Linked DNA regions of Anser cygnoides: region 2 is linked to region 1. A link is a contact called in public Hi-C data. All regions are on one chromosome and are shown on one strand. Each heading gives the region's core, a stretch centred on a gene start, on an enhancer-like site or on the middle of the called end of the contact. The rest is flanking DNA. Distances are from core to core; before and after follow the strand shown. Region 1 overlaps UIMC1 (ubiquitin interaction motif containing 1). Region 2 holds the start of FGFR4 (fibroblast growth factor receptor 4).

Region 1 (5,769 bases), core at 1,005-3,504:
TCTTTGGCAGGGTGACTTCAGGCTCCTGGCAACTGACACCTCGGAGACTGTTCACAAGCCCCTCCGGCTCTTCCAAAGCAGCAGGCCACGAACCAAAAGAGCAGCCCCTGCCCTGCACTGGCCTTTCTGCGGGAGAGGCCGGCGCTGGGAGCTCGGGCACCCTCTGGAAGAGCTGGGCCGTGGAGGAGGGTGGCAGTCCCAGGAGGAGCGGTGGAGGGGCAGGTCCCAAACACACCTCACAGCCCAGGCACGCTGCCGGAGCCTGTGCTTCCACAGAGCAGAAGGAGGTGCCTGACAGTTCCCCTGAGGTTTGCATGCCAAATGTGGCGGAGGAGAAGCACAAGCAGGAGGAGGCGAGAGACACAGTACACTATTACTGGGGCATCCCCTTCTGCCCCAAGGGGGTGGACCCCAACCAGTACACCAAAGTCATCTTGTGCCAGCTGGAGGTGTACCAGAAGAGCCTGAAGCAGGCTCAGAGGCAGCTGTTGCATAAGAAGGAGTTTGGTAACCCGGTCGTGCCCAGTTCTTCTTCCTTGAGCCTAAACGAGCTTGGGAAGGGAGAGCAGATAGGTAGAGAGAATGGGGTCGCTGATGATACTGAAGATGGAGACCCAGACATGCAGAAGGAGTGCGAGAGCATCACCTGGCTCCTCCCTTCGAAGAGGAGGGAGGCAGAGAGTCCAGGGCACAACATGGAAGAAGAGAAGAACTCCACTTCCGATGACGAACCGACCACGAGCTACTGCCAGGTAAGAGCTCTGATGAGCAGCGGTTCAGCAGTCGTGCTCTTCCCTCCATTTTAGGATTCAGTCCCTTCTGCAAAGCAGGCGCCGCTGATAAGCATTCCTCTTAAATTTAGGGGCTGCCTCCCCCAGCCACCCAGCTTGCCGTGAAAGGGAGAGGAAAAGCCTGCAGGCTGATTTCCCGGCTCAGAAGTGGTGGGGGCATCATGCAGCCTGGCAGCTGTCCATCACTGCACCACTGAGATAAAGACTTCCAGCTGACACTTCCTTCTCAGAGGGGTGTAGCCTGGCAGGGCGTCAGGGCACCGAGACAACGCTCTGGCAAACCAGCTTAGAAACCTGTGGCCGCGTGAGGAGCTCTGTGTTTTCCTCCGCAGACAGAAACGTGGCTGCTTTCCTTGCACTGCGGCCTTTCCTTTTTGCCTCCCCGTTTTGTGAGTGCTTCGCTCCTGCGGGTGCTCTTTTCCCTCGTGGTGCTCTGGTTGCAGCTGTGACGGGCTGGGCACGCATGCACGTGTGTTCTGCCTGCCTGGGGTGATCTGTCGCGGCAGCAGCGCTCGCTGTCCTTGCTCCCGTGCCTCGGCACCTTCTGTCCGTGCCTGCTTGTTGGGTCTGGTAGACGCTAGGTGTCAGCCTCTGTCTCTGTCAGGGCTCTCTCGCTGGAGCGGAAGGCAGCTTTCTGTCACTGCTAAGTTTAAACAGATTGCTAGTCAGATGAAGTATTTATTACTGCTGTATTTTAGGTTTGTGTCAGCCTTTTCCAACCCTCATTTTTCATAATGACTTCACTCCCGGATCATTGTATAACTTTATCTTCTCTATGACTGAAGCCTCGGCTCTGTTGTTCCTGTTTTCAAGTGTATTTGATCATTTACCCTGGTGTTAGAAAGATACTTAACTTGTTTTGTGATATTTATATTCTGTCTTGTAATATTGAACACTTAAGAAAAACGTCATGTCTGCATTTTCTGGTTGCAGAAAAAGTGCAGAGCAGCCTGTGCTGAAAAGTGACTTGTCGTGACAGTGCTTTGGCTGGGTTTAGCGGATACAGATTTAAACAAGCCTTAGAGGTGACCTGCAGAGGAAAGAGGCAGACTTGCGCCTTTTTCATTTCTTTTGGATGGTTACAAACGATCTGAAGGGTTCTTAAGGCAAACTGTGTTTTTCTTTTTTTTTTCCCCTCCCTGTCTTTTTCTTTGGAAATTGAAGTCTTGGTGCTCCGGCAGATTGGGGTGGCTGCAGATCTACGGCTGTGTGCGCTAAAACCCTGGGGAAGCTACAGCAGCTGGGAGGGGCATGAACTTTTAATTAGTATTGAAAAATATGAGTGTTTTTTTCTCTTATTATCCGTGTAATGCTAATGCTTAATTAATTCTTGGGGAGAAAGTGGTTTTAGTGGTGCTGAGTGGGAACTTGTAATGTACTCATCCTGACCACAAGAGCTCTCCTAAGGAGCTGTAAGTGTATGGAGATTTAGTCTTCCTGATATTTTTAAGGTGAAAAACCAAGGGGAGGAGCAAGCTTGAAAATTTCAACCCCGGGCAAAAATTTGCCAGTCTTCTATTTACAGGAGAGAAAAGGATTTCTAAATACCTTTCATCTGCCTTATCGCTCCTGGCTCGAGAGGTTGCTCCCTTCTCCTTTCGCCTCTCTGCGCAGTCGCATGCTGAGGCCAGCGCAGGTGATTTACTTGCAGGATCGATATGTTTGATGTTTGCTTGTGCCTTGCCTCCATTTTTTTCCCTCTATCAAATACAATTCCACCGGCGGTGACGAAGGACAGGCACAGGGCAGCGCTGTCCCCGATGTGCTGCGTGGCTCGGTCCCAGTGCCGCCAGGGGCTGCTTTGCCGGTGGGGACAGTGGGAGGTCTGGGGCTGTGCCGAGGCCAGAAACCATCCCTGCGGGCTCACAGCTGCCCTTGAAAAAGCCTCGTGGTGTGCCAGCGAGGTCTGTAGCCCTGCTCTGAAACCCCTCGCCTGCAGTGGGCAGCGACCTTCCACCACGGCAATGGGCAACCTGAGCGGTCGTCGTCTTCGAGACATCTCCTGGCCCGCGAACCTGCCCTGACAAACCTCAGTGCCAATAGCATAAATTCCTTCGTAGCCTTTCAAACAAGGTCAGGGGACTCGTGGCCTCTTAAAAGATTCAGAAGAAAACGACCCAATTCTGGAGAATTAGAATCCGGTGACCTGAATTAGTGCCGTACCTTAAAACATATACAGGAGGAAAAACGGGATTGTGGCACGGTGTTTGTGAGCAGGGTTTGTGGTTCTTCAGATCCGTGCAGTTCAACGACGACAACAACACAAAGTAAAGGAGGAGGTGTGGTATTTTATGTTAATGATGTGTTAGGCTGTGAAGAAATAAAGAACAGTGTAGATGAAACAGAATATTTTGGGGCTGGAGTCACTTTAGGGAAATCTGGCAAGAGGCTTTGCGTTGGGGCTTGCTGGGGAAGCGCAGCAGCCATCTAGTACTGGGGCTGATCGAAGTTGAAACCTATGGAAGAAATCAAACCCTGAGAGGAGGAGGGAGAAAAACCCCTTGGATTTCTTGGAGAAATGGCATGAGAAATCGCAGGCCTGCCAGCGAGGACTGCTAATAAACCGCTGTAATTCCATCTGATTAGAGAATGGCAAGCGTAATGTGTACACTGAGGAAGAAGAAAGGGAGCCGGGTAATGACTGACATGTTAGCCTGACCTTGGCAACGCACAAGGCTTTTGAACAAATTTTAAAGGAGAGAATAAGTGGAGTCACAGAGGTAAATGAAAAATGGGATAAAATGCACATGGATTTACCAGCTGCAGATTGTGCAGGTTAATCTGTTCCCTCCCTTTGATAGGACAGCTGATTACCCCGCCGAGAAAAATGCAACAGATTTTATCTGTAGGAATCTCAGAAAAGTACTTCTCGTGGTCAACCAGCAGCTGTACCAGTTGATCAGGTCATCCAAACTCAGGCAAATGGATCTGAAAGCGGGGTGGGTGAGGGCTGCTGGAGTGCTTGAAGACACTGAGAGCCCTGGGTTGTTCTGCTCAGCACAAACGGAGCTGGGCAAGGGCTGTGATCGCTGCCACCGTCGGGATAGGCGCTGGGAACAGGCAGAGACTGTGAACGTGAAGGACAAGGTTGAGAACAGACGGACACGGGATGTCCAGGAATACAGCTAGGCAGCAAAAAGTACTGCCAGGCATTGTTGCAGAGCGCTGCTGAGCTCCTTACCGAAAGGAGTAATGGAGGCAAAAAGCTGACAAGTTCAGGACAGATACTTAGCCGTTTCTGGAAAAAAAACAAAAAAGAAAAAACGTGCTGCACGCAGAACTTGATGACCCAGCAGAGCCTGTCTGGCCTGGTTAGCTGTGTGTGTTGCTTTATACAATATCAGAGTTCTCTTTCTTTTCCAGGCCTCCCAGGTGCTGTCTGCAGAGGATGTACGCGGAGACGGGGAACCCATGCAGACTGCACAGAGGTGAGGAGGGGGGAATTCAGTGTACCAGGTCCGTGGGCTCGCCCTGGGGACGTGGACTCATCCTCTCACCGGGAGCAGTTTGGGGCACGGTCTGCGTGGGGCTTGCTGAAGCCCTGGGAGCCGTGGAGCCTCCAGCAGCAGGTCCTGCTGGAAGGGCTGCGCGCAGCTGCTGCTCGGACCTGTCCCTGGAAATACACGGCTCTGGAGCAGCGAGGGAGGGAGGAGAGGCACAACTGGGGAGAAGGGATCAGTTATTGTTCTTGCTCTCTAAAACGTGTGAGTACATCCTTGTGCAAGTAAGAGGGCTTGATCCTTACCCTCTGAAGCTAATTTGACACGGTACAGTAAAGCTGTGGAGATGGGTAGGTGAGCTAAAGGTGAGTTACAGCAGCGTGATCACATGCTCTGCCTTTGAAGGCACATATGCAGCATGGTGAATGGTTTACAGAATTTCTGTGTGTATTTTTATATTCTTGCCTTGCTGCTGAAGAGGAAAGAAGGGAGGAGGAAGCCAGACGGCACTGCCTATCAGCCAAAGATAGAGTGCAGTGCTCCAGAAAAGCCACTTCAGCAGATGACAGGTGTGGGACAAGTCAACATGATTTTCTTCAGATTTAAGCCTAGTCTTTTTTTTCCCCCTTTTTTTTCTTTACTTCCTGGGGGATGCAGTTCTGCAATGAAGGCTGTGAGAAGGTCAAAAGGGAGAGGATTCAAGGAGCAAGTTGCAAGAGAGGGCAGACAATGTCGTAGGTTTTTTTATTGGCTGGGTTTTAAAATTGAAACCTGTTTTGAAACAAAACTGCCAACTTTTCTTAGGTCTAACAGCATTGGCCCGAGTGGTTAATAACAACCTGCTGTTGCTTGCACCTTTCTAACAAGCTTAAAGCTCACCTTGGGGAGCAAAAGGAACCTGCAGGAGCTGATGTGCCTGTGACAGATGAGCTTTTGCTGCTGTGTCAGAGCAAAAGGCGCCGAGGTGTACGCTCCGGAGCTCTGCCTCCCTCCTGCTCAAGGCAGGAGAGGCCAGGGCTGAATCTGCTGAGAGGGAGATCTCCTCCTGCCTGCGTAGCTGCTGGGGTTGGCTGGGGATGCTCCCCCCGAGGCCGGGACTCACCTGCCTGCTGCAGCCCCTCGCGTGGCAGCTGGCACATCTGCAGCACGACAAAATAAAAAGGCTGCAGTCTTTGCAGTTCGGTGCACGTTAAGGTTTGCCATCTGGCTCCTGGTAATTTGCCACAGCAGTCCTCCCTCGGGGGAGGCTCGGGCACCCTGGGCTGCTGGCCTCAGCGATGCTTAATAGGAAAACACTGCTCGGAGCTGTCAGGAGGTGTTGGAGCAGTTGTGGAAGCGGCAGCGGTGGCAAAAGGCTTCTTTGCTTTCTGCAGGCCACTCTGCTTGATTGTTTTATGCTGTGTGCAGAGCATGGTAGATTGGGGTTTTAATAAATGATTATAGGCTTTGTTACCAGGAGATAGTTGGTGTAGCAAGAAATGTGGTTTGACTTCAAATTGATTAGCCCATTTTATAAATGTCATAGCAAGTTGTTTTGT
Region 2 (5,769 bases), core at 2,100-4,599, 34 kb before region 1:
CCAGGCCGACTGGTAGGAGAGGCCGATGGAGTTCCCCGCCAGGCAGGTGTACTCGCCCGCGTCCTCCATGGAGACGTTGCGCAGGTACAGCACCTCCACCTCCGAGCTGTTGATATCCGCGGTCTGCCGGCAGAGCCAAGGACCTTGAGCATCCCCCCACGGGGACGGGCTCTGCGTGCCCCCCGTCACCCCTCCGGGGGGGGAGCACCAGGGGGGCCCGGCCGCTACCTTGAGCACTTGCACGTAGGGCACCCCGTCGGGGCCGTAGCTGCTGCCGTTCACCTCGATGTGCTTCAGCCACTGGATGTGGGGCTGGGCGTCGCTGTAGACCTTGCAGAAGAACTCCACGTCGCTGCCCACCAGGGCGGTGGTGTTGGCGGGGAGCCCTGCCTGCAGGATGGGCCGGTGCGGGGACCTCTCTGCACCCGGGACAGCAGAGCAGCATCACCCGCGTGGCCCGCGGCACCCGCAGAGGGGTCACACCGCTGCCTCCCCACCCTCCGTGAACCCCCAGGGACCCACGGTGACCCCAGCTGGTGCCTTGTCCCCACGTCTCTCGGGTGCAAGGGATGCTCAGGCAGAGAGGAGCTGAGCACGGGCTCCTCCACCCCATTCCCCCAAGCCTGTCCCCGCTCCCAGGCACTATGCGAGCGGAGACCCGGGAGCAGCGCCGCCAGCAGAGCCCTCACCCAGCACGTCCAGCAGGTAGCTGTAGCGGATGCTCCCAAACCTGTTCTCCACCAGGCAGGTGTAGTTGCCGCGATCGGAGGGCACCACGCTCTCCATGACCAGGCTCCAGTGCTGGTGCCGGAGCTGCAGCGGGGAGGAGAGGCGGGGGGAGGAACGGGGTCAGCTCAACAGAGCCGCTGCTGAGCGGGATGCCAGGAGCAGGGGGAATGGGGACCTTACCCGGATGCCCCCGATGCGGTGCTCCCCCCGGAACTCGCGCCCGTTCTTGAACCAGCGGATGCTGGGGCTGGGGCTGCCCGAGGCCGGGCAGCGAAACTTGACGGTGTTCCCCGCGGGGACGGCGTACAGCTTCTTGTCCATCCGGTGCGGGTGGGTCCAGTACGGCGCTGGGGGCAGACGTGGCGTGCCGTGGGACGGGGCGCGCGGCACAGCGCCAGGCAGCCCAGCTCGGCCCTGCCCAGGGCAGCACTCACCTCTGTGCACGTAGACGGGCTCCTCGCTGCGGTCTCCGTGGGGACCGTCCCCATCGCTGTCTTCGTCGTCATCGCCCGACGCCAGCGAGTCTGCGAGGGGAGGCAGGTTGTGAGGGATGCCCCCGTCCGCAGGACCAGGGAAGCGGGGGCGCGCTCCCCCCAGCGCTGCCCTGGGCTCTCACCCACGACGGAGATGGTGAAGTTGCGCAGGATCTCCCCAGTGCCCCGTGCCCGGCACACGTAGAGCCCCGAGTCCTCGTAGGCGACCTCGGAGATCTCCAACAAGCTCTGCTGGAGATGGACGCGGCCCCCCGGGACAAGTGGCCTGGACTCCTTGTACCAGACCACGCTGGCACCGCTGTGGTTGGCGTCGCAGTACAGCTTCAGCACATTGCCTGGGTCCAGCAGGAGATGTTCCTCCTCCGACTCCAGCAAGGGACTCTCAAACAGCTCTGCAGCCCAGGAGAGACGCGCTGAGCGCCAGGCACGGTGCTCTCCCCCCCGACAGCATGGCCCCGCCACACACCCGCCCGGCGCACGGAGCACACGGCACGACGTGGCCCGGTGCTCGGCTGCGGACACGGGCGAGGGCTGGACTCTGCCCTCGGGCACGGGGACGAGGCTTCCCCAGCGGCTGCCTGGCACTGGCGTGTCCCTGTCCAAGGCCACACAATGCCAAACTCCTTTCGGGGGGGCCACTCCTGCAGGCACAGGGTGCCCAAGCCCATCCTGCTGCGCTGGGAACGGGAAGGGAACGGGTGCCCTCAGCATCAAACCCTCCTGGCCACCCTCCCCACAGGGCTGCTGGAAAAGCCAGCACCAAAGAATTATTCTGTTCTGTTCTGGTCTGCCTGGAGCAGACCGCAGTACAGACAGCCCTTGCTGTCCCAGCACAGCGTCGGAGTGGTGATGCTTGGACCCGAAGCGGAGGAGATGCCAGGACCCAAAGCCCCGCAGCTCCGAGCACGGCAGCCCCGCAGCCCCTGCCTGCGTGTCCCGTGCAACGTCCCCGAGCCCCGAGCGCTGCGGCTGTCAGCACACGTGTGCACATCCAGAGCGGGAACGACCCAACCGCCCAGCATCGCCTGACCGCTGCTGCACCAACCCCGGCCACGCCACTGGGCTGCCCGCACGCCGTGGGCCTTGGGGACCGAGCCAACATCGAGCCAACACGCAAAGACCACCGAAAGCAGCCTCACCGCCCCAGAAACCCCCCAGCGTGGCCGCAGATCCCACCCCAGCCGCGCTGGGTGCAAGGTGCCTCCCAGCCACCCGCTCTCGCACCCAGTCAAGCCCACCACCGGCGGGCAGCACGGGGGTCTCGGCGGGGTGCCGGAGCCAAAGACGCCACCCCAACCCCGAAGCCCCCTCTCCCGAGCCCCGAGTCCCCCCCCTCCGGCCCCGTACCTGTCTCCATCGCCCCACGGCGGGAGGCGGCGGGCCGAGCCGCCAGCAGCAGCCCGGCCAGGACGTGCCAGAGCGGCCGCATCTTGCCGGCCTCCTGCAAGGCACCGGCAGCGCGGTCAGGGGGCTGCGCGCCCCCGGGGGGAGCCGGGCCGCGCCCGGACCCGGTGAGGGACGGGCCGGGCCGGGACCGGAGGGCTGCGCGGAGCCCCGACGGCACGGCCCCGACCGGGGCAGCGCCAGTCCCCGCGACCGCAGGGACCTTGCGGGGGTTTGGGGACCTGGGAGGGGACTGGGAAAAATGGGGGGGGGGGGGGGGGGGGGGGGGCTGCCCGTAGCCTTAACCCGAGGGGGGGGACGGGGAGGGGACGGCAGGAGCGGGGGGCGCGGGGAGAGGTCCCGGGCTCGGCGCCCCGCGGATGGGGCGGCGGGGAGGGATGGGGGTCGGGGAAGGGATGGGGGCGGCGGGGAGGGATTGGGGGGGGGGGAAGGGATCGCGGGGAGGGGGGGGGGAGTCGCGGGAGGGGGTCGCGGCGTTACCGGCGGGGAGCGGCTCCCTCGGCGGAGCCGCCCGCGCGGTGCGGGGAGGACCCGGGCAAAGTCCGCCGCCGCCGCCGCCGGCGCCTCCGGGGCCGTGCCGGGCCGGGCCGTGCCGAGCCGTGCCGGGCTCAGCGCCCCGTCCCCATGGCGGCCCCCGGCCTGGAGCTGGCTCCGCCGCCGCCTTGGCCGCGCTCTGCCGCCGCCGCGGGCGCGGGCACTTTGTAGGGCGGCGCTCGGGTTACACCGCGCCGCGGGCGGCCCCGACCCCGCCCCGCCCCCGGGACCGAGCCCGGGACCGAGCCCGAGCCGTGCCCGAGCGTTGCCGGGCGCCGTTCCCGGCAGCGGGGCAGCGCACCCGCGGGCTAATTGGTGCCGCCGCAATTAGCCGCCGCCTTATCGCTGCCGGGGCCATAAAGCGGCCGTGCGTGACCCCCATTAGGAGCCCATAAGGCCCCGTCGTAAAAACACCGCGGGGCTGCGAGCCGGGGCCCGGGCGGCCCTAATCCGGCCCATAAACACCTCCCGGACCCCCCCGGGGGGACCCCGGGCACCGCGAGCGACCCCCGGCCGCCTCCTCCATCCCCTGCCGGTAACGGGGACCCGGTCCCCGGTCCCCAGAGCCCTCCCGCAGCCGCAGGCTGGCTGCGGGCTTCGCAGCTCGGTGTGGGGCTGCGCTGCCCCGAGCCCCGTGCCGCTGTGAGCGGGGCACGGCCACCCCCGTCCCCCCCCGTCCCCCCCCGTCACCCCCATCCCACGGGGCCACGAGGCCAGGGCACGGCTCCAGCACATGAGAACAGCGAGCGCGGCACGAGGCGGTGTCACACGAGGGCTGCGCGGTGCCACGGTCACCCGCGGTGTCACCCACCCCGCGCTGCCCCCCGCCCGGGGCGCTGCCCCCACCCCGGGGCGCAGAGGAGCACGGAGCAGCCCCCGCGGCCCCCGGCAGCTGTTCGGCGCGGTGCATTCCTGCCGGCACGCGGAGCGGACGGGAACATCGATTTCACGGGGCAGCAGCCGCCTCCGCAGAGCTCACGGCGTGCCGGAAACACGGAAAAAATGTTGGGTTCAGCTCGATTCGAACCGAAACCACATCTAGACTGGGAGGACAGGGAAATCCTCGGCGAAGCGGAGCCGGCAGTGCCAGGCAGCCCAGCTCGGGGCAGGTCTGGGTGCTGGGGTGCGGAGGGGCTGGGGGGCAGCAGATCCCAGCGGATGGATGCACAAAACCCTGGAGCCCCAGGGGAGATCGGGGCGAGCGTGGGAAGGGATCATTCCCAGTGCTGGGAATGCTGGAGGAGAGCCGGGAGCCCACGGGACCCAGAGCCTGGGATGGGCACAGAGACCCTAAACCCCATCCAGGTCCCTGCAGCGGGGACAGAGCAGGGCGGGCAGATAGGAGCAGGACGAGGGGACCCGCGCTGGCAGCTCGCCCCGTGCCACGCTGGGCATCCCCGCAGAGACCGGGTGGGGGGGGCACGGGCTGCGGGCGGCAGGGAGCTGCTCCCCTCCCTGCTGTGGGGCTGGGGGCTCGGGCTGCCTCGCTTGATTTATAACAGCAACTGAAGGCAAACAAAAAGCCCTTCACGGCAGCACGGCCCACCGCCTGCCGCCCGCCTCCGGCAGCACCGCCACGGCCTCCGCCACGCCAGCAGCTCAACAAGGGGGGATTGTGCCAGCGCCGGCTCCCCGTGCCATGGGGGCAGCCCTGCCCCTGCACCCCCCTTTGCTCCCCGGGCTGCTCCCGTCAGCCGCAGCACCGCAAGGGGTGCGTGTCCCCCTGGGCACCGCGCTGCAGAGAGCTGGACACGGCAGGGTGACCGGGGAGGGGGTGCCCATAGGTGGGTGGTGGGCACGGTACAGATGGGGCAGGGGGACCCGCTCTGCCCCAAACCCGACCCAGGAGAGGTGATATTTGCTGTTTGCGTGCACGGAGCCGGACCCATGGCCTCGCTCGTGTGCGGGGCCCCGCGGCAGCGAGCACGCACGAGGGGCTGGGCGCAGGGGGCTCCATCCTCCCACCCCTGCCCCTTCCTCCAGGCAGTAAATCATCCCTGCTCCCCTCATGAAAGGCCCGTGTATGCGCTGCCGGCGCAGGGAGCCTGCCTGGTGCCAACAATATTGCTCTTGGAAGGCAGCCGGGGCTGCGGGAACACAGCCGCCCCTTGTGCCTGGCCCCAGCGCTCGCCGCCGTTCCTGCTGCGGTCGCACCTGCGGCCAGCATGAGCGCGCGCGGCCGGTGGCTCCTGGGGGGGCCGGAGCCCGGGGGGCTCTTTCCTCCTGGAAGTTTCTCTTGGCTTCTCCTGAACGGCTGTTGTTTGGGGCGCAGGCTCCCCAGGCCCAGCACCCCGTATGCGCATGGGGTCGGGACGCCGAGGGAGCGGGGCCGTGCGAGCACGCGGCGGGCGCACGCCAGCCCCAGGCCGTCCCGGTGCGAAGGCTCCCGGCTCCCTCCTGCCCCGCTGCCCCTGGCACACGGCAGCCTTACGGCCACAACCCGCAGCCTCTTATCAGCTGAGCCGGGCGGGGCGCTCCGGCGGGGCCAGGTCCTGCTCCAGCCTTGCCAGGAGCCACCTCGCTGCTGCTGGCCACACGCAGGGCACAGCGATGTGGGACGTCGGGTCCCAGCCCCGCAGCCTGCCCTGCAGAGCCGGGGCCAGGACAG

The links. Hi-C and Micro-C count contacts between places; a contact is called where the count stands out from the background.
Region 2: a contact with region 1 is called in a Hi-C map of liver, with 17 times the contacts expected there. The contact joins the promoter of FGFR4 here to the enhancer-like site in region 1. A contact is called at or near these places in 2 of 7 Hi-C or Micro-C datasets (both in liver).

The regions. Positions count from the first base shown.
Region 1 is chr14:9,273,901-9,279,669 of Taihu_goose_T2T_genome, reverse strand. It overlaps UIMC1 (ubiquitin interaction motif containing 1), which reads left to right. Exons shown (of 13, transcript XM_067005403.1): 5 at 1-752; 6 at 4,155-4,219. Among named protein-coding and RNA genes, the nearest start is that of HK3, 18 kb to the right of the region's middle. Within about 2 kb of position 2,254, at least 2 of the 3 cell types and tissues checked have open chromatin away from gene starts, as enhancers often do. A contact at or near this core is called in liver, where this site is marked.
Region 2 is chr14:9,308,566-9,314,334 of Taihu_goose_T2T_genome, reverse strand. It overlaps FGFR4 (fibroblast growth factor receptor 4), which reads right to left and starts at 3,349. Exons shown (of 18, transcript XM_067005405.1): 1 at 3,108-3,349; 2 at 2,571-2,664; 3 at 1,346-1,615; 4 at 1,164-1,253; 5 at 910-1,076; 6 at 690-813; 7 at 229-419; 8 at 1-123. The coding sequence starts at 2,652.